2 separate regions of the Columba livia genome follow, and region 1 is linked to region 2. Evidence: chromatin contacts called from public Hi-C data. All regions are on one chromosome and are shown on one strand. The core of a region is the stretch at or near the end of the contact, and the rest is flanking DNA. Distances in the headings are between cores, read along the strand shown.

Region 1 (3,375 bases), core at 496-2,995, 290 kb before region 2:
CCAGGAGTGTCACTTTTAGCCCTGCTTTAAAGTGCAGGAACATGATAATTTGCAAGCAACCGTCTGCACTTTGGCACCTTTTTCTCCCCAATGGTTGACAGGTATGCAAACAGACAGGGGTGGGAAGACCAGTGTGCATGGACAAAATGAGTTTGATTTCCTGAGGGATGAAAGCTAAATATATACATATATATATATATGTATATATATATATATATAAAATCTTTATTTCCAGGGTGACTACCCCTCTGCAGAGAGCAAAGCGTGTGTGTGCCAAGCTAAGACACTTTATTAAACTGCTGCTCCTAAGTCAGGTTTAACCCACCTGACATCAGTTTAGCTTGGCAACACAAAAGGGTACTAATCCCCACTTAGCTAAACCAGCACAGGCAACCACAAAGCCAAGCTCCATCAAGGCAAGCAAGCACTCGCAGAAGCTCCCAGCACGGCTCAAAGAGCTGTGGCAGCCCCCTTTGAAGTTCACCTTTCAGCACAGCGGTAAGTAATTAGAGTCCACAGCTGTAATTACTTTCTAATGCTCGGGTTTATAATTGCGCTCAGCGGCCCTCCACTGCCCCTTTTGGACTCGAGAGATGGAGGTGAGGGAGTCTGTGGCCTCAGTGGCTGCGCAAAGTGTGACGGTAAGAGTTGTTTTTATATATTTGTGTATTTTGAGCCCCTCTGTTTTGTCCCAAACATTTTGCTGGGTGAAAAAAAAAAAAAATTAAATGAATATTTGTTTGTTAAGAAAAATAAAAACAGGCCTAAAACTCTCAGAAATGATGGGTAGGGAAAGGAAAAGGCCTTTTTCTGCCTTTTTGTTGAGTGGGGGTTGTAGCAGCTTTTGCAAAATCTGCCCCCCCAAGAAACTTTATTTTGGGTTTTTTTTGGTGGATTTTCCCCTTCCCAGCTCCGTTGTTTGGTTTTTTTTTTGGGGGGGGGGGGTGGGGGTGAGGGGAGGAGCTGCTGCTCCCTTGGGGGTGAGGCTGCTATGGGGGGTGCTGGACGGACCTTCTCTCTCATGACCTGTGCAAAGCGCTGCTTGTAAAGACATAACTTAGCCCTGGGAGGGGGTGAGTTAGTTTTTGGGCCCCCTTGGCTGGACCTCGGGGTGATTCTTTGGCTGCTTCATCCCGCCCAAAAATCGCACAAGTAGGTGAGGACGGTGCTGGGGGGCGGGCAGCAACCCCCCTCCAAATTTAGCCATATATATGGGGGGGAGAAGCCACATAACTGCTTGATTCATTGCTTTAATTACCCTGTTGGGGCAGGGAGCAGCACTGGAGGGTGGTGTAAATTGTAAGGGGGGTGTGCATTAAAGAAGCGATGAAGAAGCAGCGGAGCCCACCCCCCTTTAACTTGCGCTCCACGTCGTGTGGCCAAGCGAGCTCTTGGCGGGGGGGGGGGGTGGGGGGGTGTGCGCAAATGCTCCCCACCTTGCAAAAAGGGGGGAAGTGTGCACAAATTCCTCCGACCTTGCAAAAAACGATGGGGGTGCACAAATTCCTCCGACCTTGCCAAAAGGGGGGGGGGGGGGGCACAAACACCCCCACCTTGCAGAAACCGGGTGTCTCCCCCACCTTGCAAAAACCGCCCCCCCCGCCCCCACCGTGCATCCCATCCCGTCTTGCGGGGCTGAGCCATCCCCGGCTGCGCGCAAGTTACTCCCCCTGTAACCATCACTTTTCTTCTTCCCTCCCCTTTTTTCCTTTCTCTCTCTCTCCCCCCCTCCTCAAAAAGCCAGGCAGCGCCGCCGAGCTTCGCTCCGCCAGTCAAGGCAGCGCTGCCGGGGGAGGAGCTGGGGGGGCGGCGATGGAGCCGGGCGAGCGGAGCCGGCGGGCGGCGGCCGCTTGAACCCCCCCCACCTCCGGCATCCCCGGTAACGGAGCCCCCAGACCCCCCGGCGCCCGGAGCCCACCCTGAGGAATGAGCGCTTTCCAGGCAGACCTGCTCCTCCTCCTCCTCGGCGCCTTCCTCCTCAGCCACGGTAGGGACCCGGCACTTAGTTGGGGGGTGTTGTGTGTGATTTTTGCTCTTTGGGGAAGGTGGGGGGGAAGAAAAAGGGAGGATTGCAGAGGGTTTTTTTAATGCATCTCTGCCGAGGCAGCTAGCTTTCTCCTTTTTTTTTTTTTTTTTTTGAGAAAAATCTTTAGCATGCAAATGAGTTCTTTCTGCTCCAGCTCCGTTAATTAGATCGTGTTTGTGTGTAAACACGGGTTTGCTCAGCAACAGCACCTACCCCTCCCAGCCGGTACCGATGGAGGATGAATTTCGGTTCTTGGGAGCATGAAGCCTCTTTGGCTGGTGGGAGAACCCGCTGGCTGCACCCAGGAGCCTGCGGTTGTAAAGCCGGGGTGGGGAGCGATTTGCTCCGGGAGGGAGGGATGAGAGGAGGGTGGAAGAGTTGCTTTGAGTGCAGCCAGCACAGGGAACTCCTGTGGTGGCTTTTTTGGGGGTGTCACAGCCAGATCCCACCTCCCCGCCAGCGTGGGAGCTGGGGCAGGAGCATGGGAATCAGCCTTGTAACTTTGCTACTTGCTTGTGTGCCCCCCACAAATGAAAATAAAACCCAAAAAGATTGGGGGTGGGGGGTGCATTTTGGGAAGCTGTGTTTGTCATGCTGCTGTATGCCTGGTCCATGGACTATGTGTCACCTGTGGAGGACGCTGAGCTACAACCAGACCCAAGCTTTGTGGATCTGCTGCCCGTCCCCTCGCGACGCCGGTGTCAAAGACCATCTGTGTCATGCCGCCCTGGTCCTGAAGCTGGCTTTTGTGAGGGTAGGGCTTGGGCTTGCTTTAAAACAAAAACCAAAAAAAAAGGCGAAAAAAAACCTGCTCCTGAACCCACGCAGCTAGTCCATCTGTTGATTAAATGAAGGATAAAACTTTTGGAGAGAGTGGTACTTCTCAATGGGCAGCTGCTTTTTTGCGCAGCCAGACATTATTGCTGAGCATCCCCCACCATACGCTGCGTTTCCCCCTATTCCCCGAGCAGGGACGTTGCATTGAGAGGCAGCTGTGCTTCTGCTTGTCCTCAGCTCTGCTTTTCCTGGGCTCGGATGCGATACTGGGCTCCCACGCTGCCCTCCCTTCCCCTCTTTTTCCTCTTTCCCCTCTCTCTGCTTGTACTAATGTTCCTTCAGGGAGAAAGCTGTGTTTGCATTTGCCTTTGCTCCTGCACAAAAGAAACCCACTGTGCCTTCCGTGTAGGTTTCTGGCTGAACAAATTCAAACTCTTGCTGGTGCGGCAGCGAGTCCGGGGATATATCAGCAAAATTTGGAAGCTGATCCTGTCCTTCTGCATCTCTCCCTGCTCCCACGAACCTCTTGACTTCCTGCAGGTCAAGTGGCAGTTTGTAACCAAGATGAGTAA
Region 2 (3,197 bases), core at 617-3,116:
TCCTGGTGCGTGTGACCTTCAAAACAAACATGTAGGATGGCGGTTTGGTTGGTGGTATTGCCCCCTCCTGGCCAGTTTCAGCACAACCCTGACCCTTGCACTTGGCCCTGTGGAATTCCAGGCAAGGTGCGGGACAAAGCCCAGTTACTGCTCCATTTCCTGTTGGGATGTGGCTGTGTCACAGCAGCACCACCAGCATCAACACGTAAGCCTTCCTTCAAGACTTCCATCCCAGGATTTTAAGGCACTTTATCAATATTCTCTGGTTGTTTCTCATATCAGCTCTTTAGAAAGAGATAAAGATCAAGGGCCACAGCTCAGCTCTCGCTAACAGATTTTGGTTGAAGAAATAAAAGCAAGGCTGATTCAGAAACAAAGGTTGTGAGGCTTGTGATGCCACGACTGCAGTAACAGCAGAAAGAGCTGCCTAACGCAACCAATGCCGTTGTGTCACTGAGCGTCCCCTCCCAACCTCCCCGTCACGCATCCAAAACAGAGGTCAGACACACAAAGGTCTCCTGGAAACTCACGGAGGACGTAGCAGGCTGTGGTGTGTGTTGGGGCACCATGTCTGCCACACTTCCCATGCTGGATGCCACAGCTCAGCTCGGTGCCAAGGGGAATGTACCAGCACTCCTTCCCCCTCGAAGCCTGAGAGGAGAAGCAAATGCACTAAATAGAAAGGAAAGAGTTTTCTTAGAGGCAGAACAGACTTATCAATGGCATGTCTGAATATAACCAAAATAAAGGAGGAAAGTTGCCACCTTCTACAATTGCCTGCAGAAAATATATTTAAGTGCTACAGTCTCAGGGAAATGTACACATTTTTGTATTTTCTTCCACATGTGAAGTGTGTACCATGGGCAGAATTCCTCTGAAACATTTCTAGAAAAGGTTCCTCATGACCTTGGTTTACGCTGCACATAGGATCAAATTATCTCTTCCCATTTGTGGAGGGGGAATACAAATTCAATAGGAGTCATATATGCCAGCCAAAGCTGTACTGATCACCAGTGCCAAATATTCAGGGTATTACTTGATTCAGTGCATTTAGCTCAGACAGCAAAGATTCATTAATAATTTTAGGAAACAATTCCACGTGCTGACATTTATATTTAGGAATTTTCTGGTAATCTATATTTTATTTGCCTAGTCTTCCTTTAGAAGTCTGAAAGGGGGAAGGGGAGTTTGGAAGAGTTAACAGAGAAGATAATGGTACGATTCCTTGGGAAAGACTGAGTCACTAGGAACCATTTAAAGGTGGCAGGAGCGTAACCTTTAGGCAGATGGTCGCTGTTGGTTGTGTCATCCTGGTGCATCGCTAGGGTCTAAAGTTCAGGATAACACAGAGTAACAGAGTAACAGAGTGAGAGTAACAGAGTAACAGAGGCAGAGCCAAGGCAAGTTGCTGAATCTGCACAGGGTGGAGGTATTTGGGGACCCATTCTGCAAAACAAGGCTGAGAGCGAGTGAGCAGGGAGGCCACGAGGTGTGGGGAAGGATCCGGGGCCTCGGAGGGGCTGTGTGGTGTCTCTGGAAGCGTGGTTGGTCGGAGGGGGATTAGAGTATGGGGCTCCCCAGGAGCAGGGCTGGGCTCGGGGAGACCAGGGTTTGGGGAACCGTAGCCCCGGGGTGTGGGACTGGGGTACCAGCAGAGCTCCGCGGTCCCCAGGAGCAGGGCGGGGGATCGCGGGCCGGTCCCGGGGGCTGCGGAGCCCCTGCGGAGGGGGTGGCACAGGGAAAACCAGGGTACCCGTGGGGTGAGGTGCCGAGCCCGCCCCGCCAAGGTTCCCGCGCCCTCCGGCCCTACCTGAGCCCGGCCCGGCCCCGCCGCGGCGCGTCGCCGGTCGCCATGGAGACAGAGGCGGGGCGGCCCCGCTCAGGCCCCGCCCAGCTGGAGCGTATCGGGGGTTCGGAGCCCGGGAGCGGGCGGGGGGCGCTGGGGGTCCGCACCCGGGGGTCCGCACCCGGGGGTCCGCAGCTAGGGGTCCGCACCCGCGCTGAGCGCCAGCGCGTTTATGTGCAGCAGCGGCACGGGAACCCGCCCGCCGGGGGGTGTCCTGCGCTCCCCCAGAGCCCCTGTGCAGCGAACAGGCAACGGCCGTCCCAAAAAGTGCGAATTTGTTAATTAAACCTAAAAAATTACATCTTTAATGTTCAAGAAACATTTGATACATTAACACTCATTTGACACCTAAACGTAACAACCTCGGGAAACACACGAGATACGCGGTTAGAAGCTTTTAATATTCAGTGCAAAACCAAGTTCTTCAGAAAAATCCTGTTGCAGAACATGTGGCTTTCACATTTTATGTATTAAAGGCCTGGTGAACAGGCAAAATTACTGTTTTATTCCTGTTGCTATGCAGAATATTTGATTATCTCTAAGATACACTGTACTTCCAGAAACAACACCAAGTACCAAGTATGGAAGCTGGAGCTCCTGAGGGAATAGGAGATAAACTACCACTCCGAGACACTCATTAGGAGATGTTTTCTGTTGTAGCTCCCATGCTTTCAGAATACAAAAGGGCTCATCCACAGATGAACAGAACCAAGTGATGTGACCACGTGAAAGCAAGTTCCTCTGAGCTGAACACAGTTCTACTTATGTCCACAGCAAAACTGGTTTAACTCGATGGATGTGCAAATTTACACAGCTCTGGGCCCAGGAGCTTGACCCTCGTGTTTGTGCAGCTTTCTGTCCATGGCCCCAGCTCTCCTGATGGATAAACTTCCGAGGAAAAACTTCAGTAGCACTGTGCATGCCTCTGCAATAACAGGCTTTTCCACTTAAACTGTTTTTAAAAATGACCTGTTGGAGTCTGCACTCCTTCTAGAAAACCTCCTGAACTATCATCCATATTTAATAATGTTTCTAAAAGATCCAGTGTCTTCCTGTAACACGGAGGGCTTGACCAGAACTGAAGTGTCCCTTTCTAGTTCTTGTACCGGTGATTCAGTGCAAGGAGGGACATAACTGCTCTCCAGCATGAACCATGTCTCCGGCTGCCCCTCTGACAGCAGGACTGAGTGCTGGAGTCTCCCATGCCTCCCTGACTCACTCCGGTCAATAAATCCTCTGCCCATTCAATCCCCCTCAGTCCCAAGGACAGGTTTTCATGCTGGGCATGGAGTACAGAAAGGAACTTGGAGGAGCGGAAAGAGGAATCCTTGGCACTCAGAAGGTCCAGCCC

The links. A called contact is a pair of places that touch in the nucleus more often than the background predicts.
Region 1: a Hi-C map of crop shows a contact between it and region 2, with 2.6 times the contacts expected there. The contact joins the promoter of KIRREL3 here to the promoter of DIXDC1 in region 2. A contact is called at or near these places in 2 of 2 Hi-C or Micro-C datasets (crop and liver).

The regions. Positions count from the first base shown.
Region 1 is chr24:2,542,949-2,546,323 of bColLiv1.pat.W.v2, reverse strand. It overlaps KIRREL3 (kirre like nephrin family adhesion molecule 3), which reads left to right and starts at 1,745. Exons shown (of 18, transcript XM_021295955.2): 1 at 1,745-1,987. The coding sequence starts at 1,927.
Region 2 is chr24:2,252,703-2,255,899 of bColLiv1.pat.W.v2, reverse strand. It overlaps DIXDC1 (DIX domain containing 1), which reads right to left and starts at 1,866. Exons shown (of 21, transcript XM_065040307.1): 1 at 1,811-1,866; 2 at 531-651. The coding sequence starts at 587. C24H11orf52 (chromosome 24 C11orf52 homolog) reads right to left here. Exons shown (of 4, transcript XM_005500746.3): 4 at 2,121-3,197.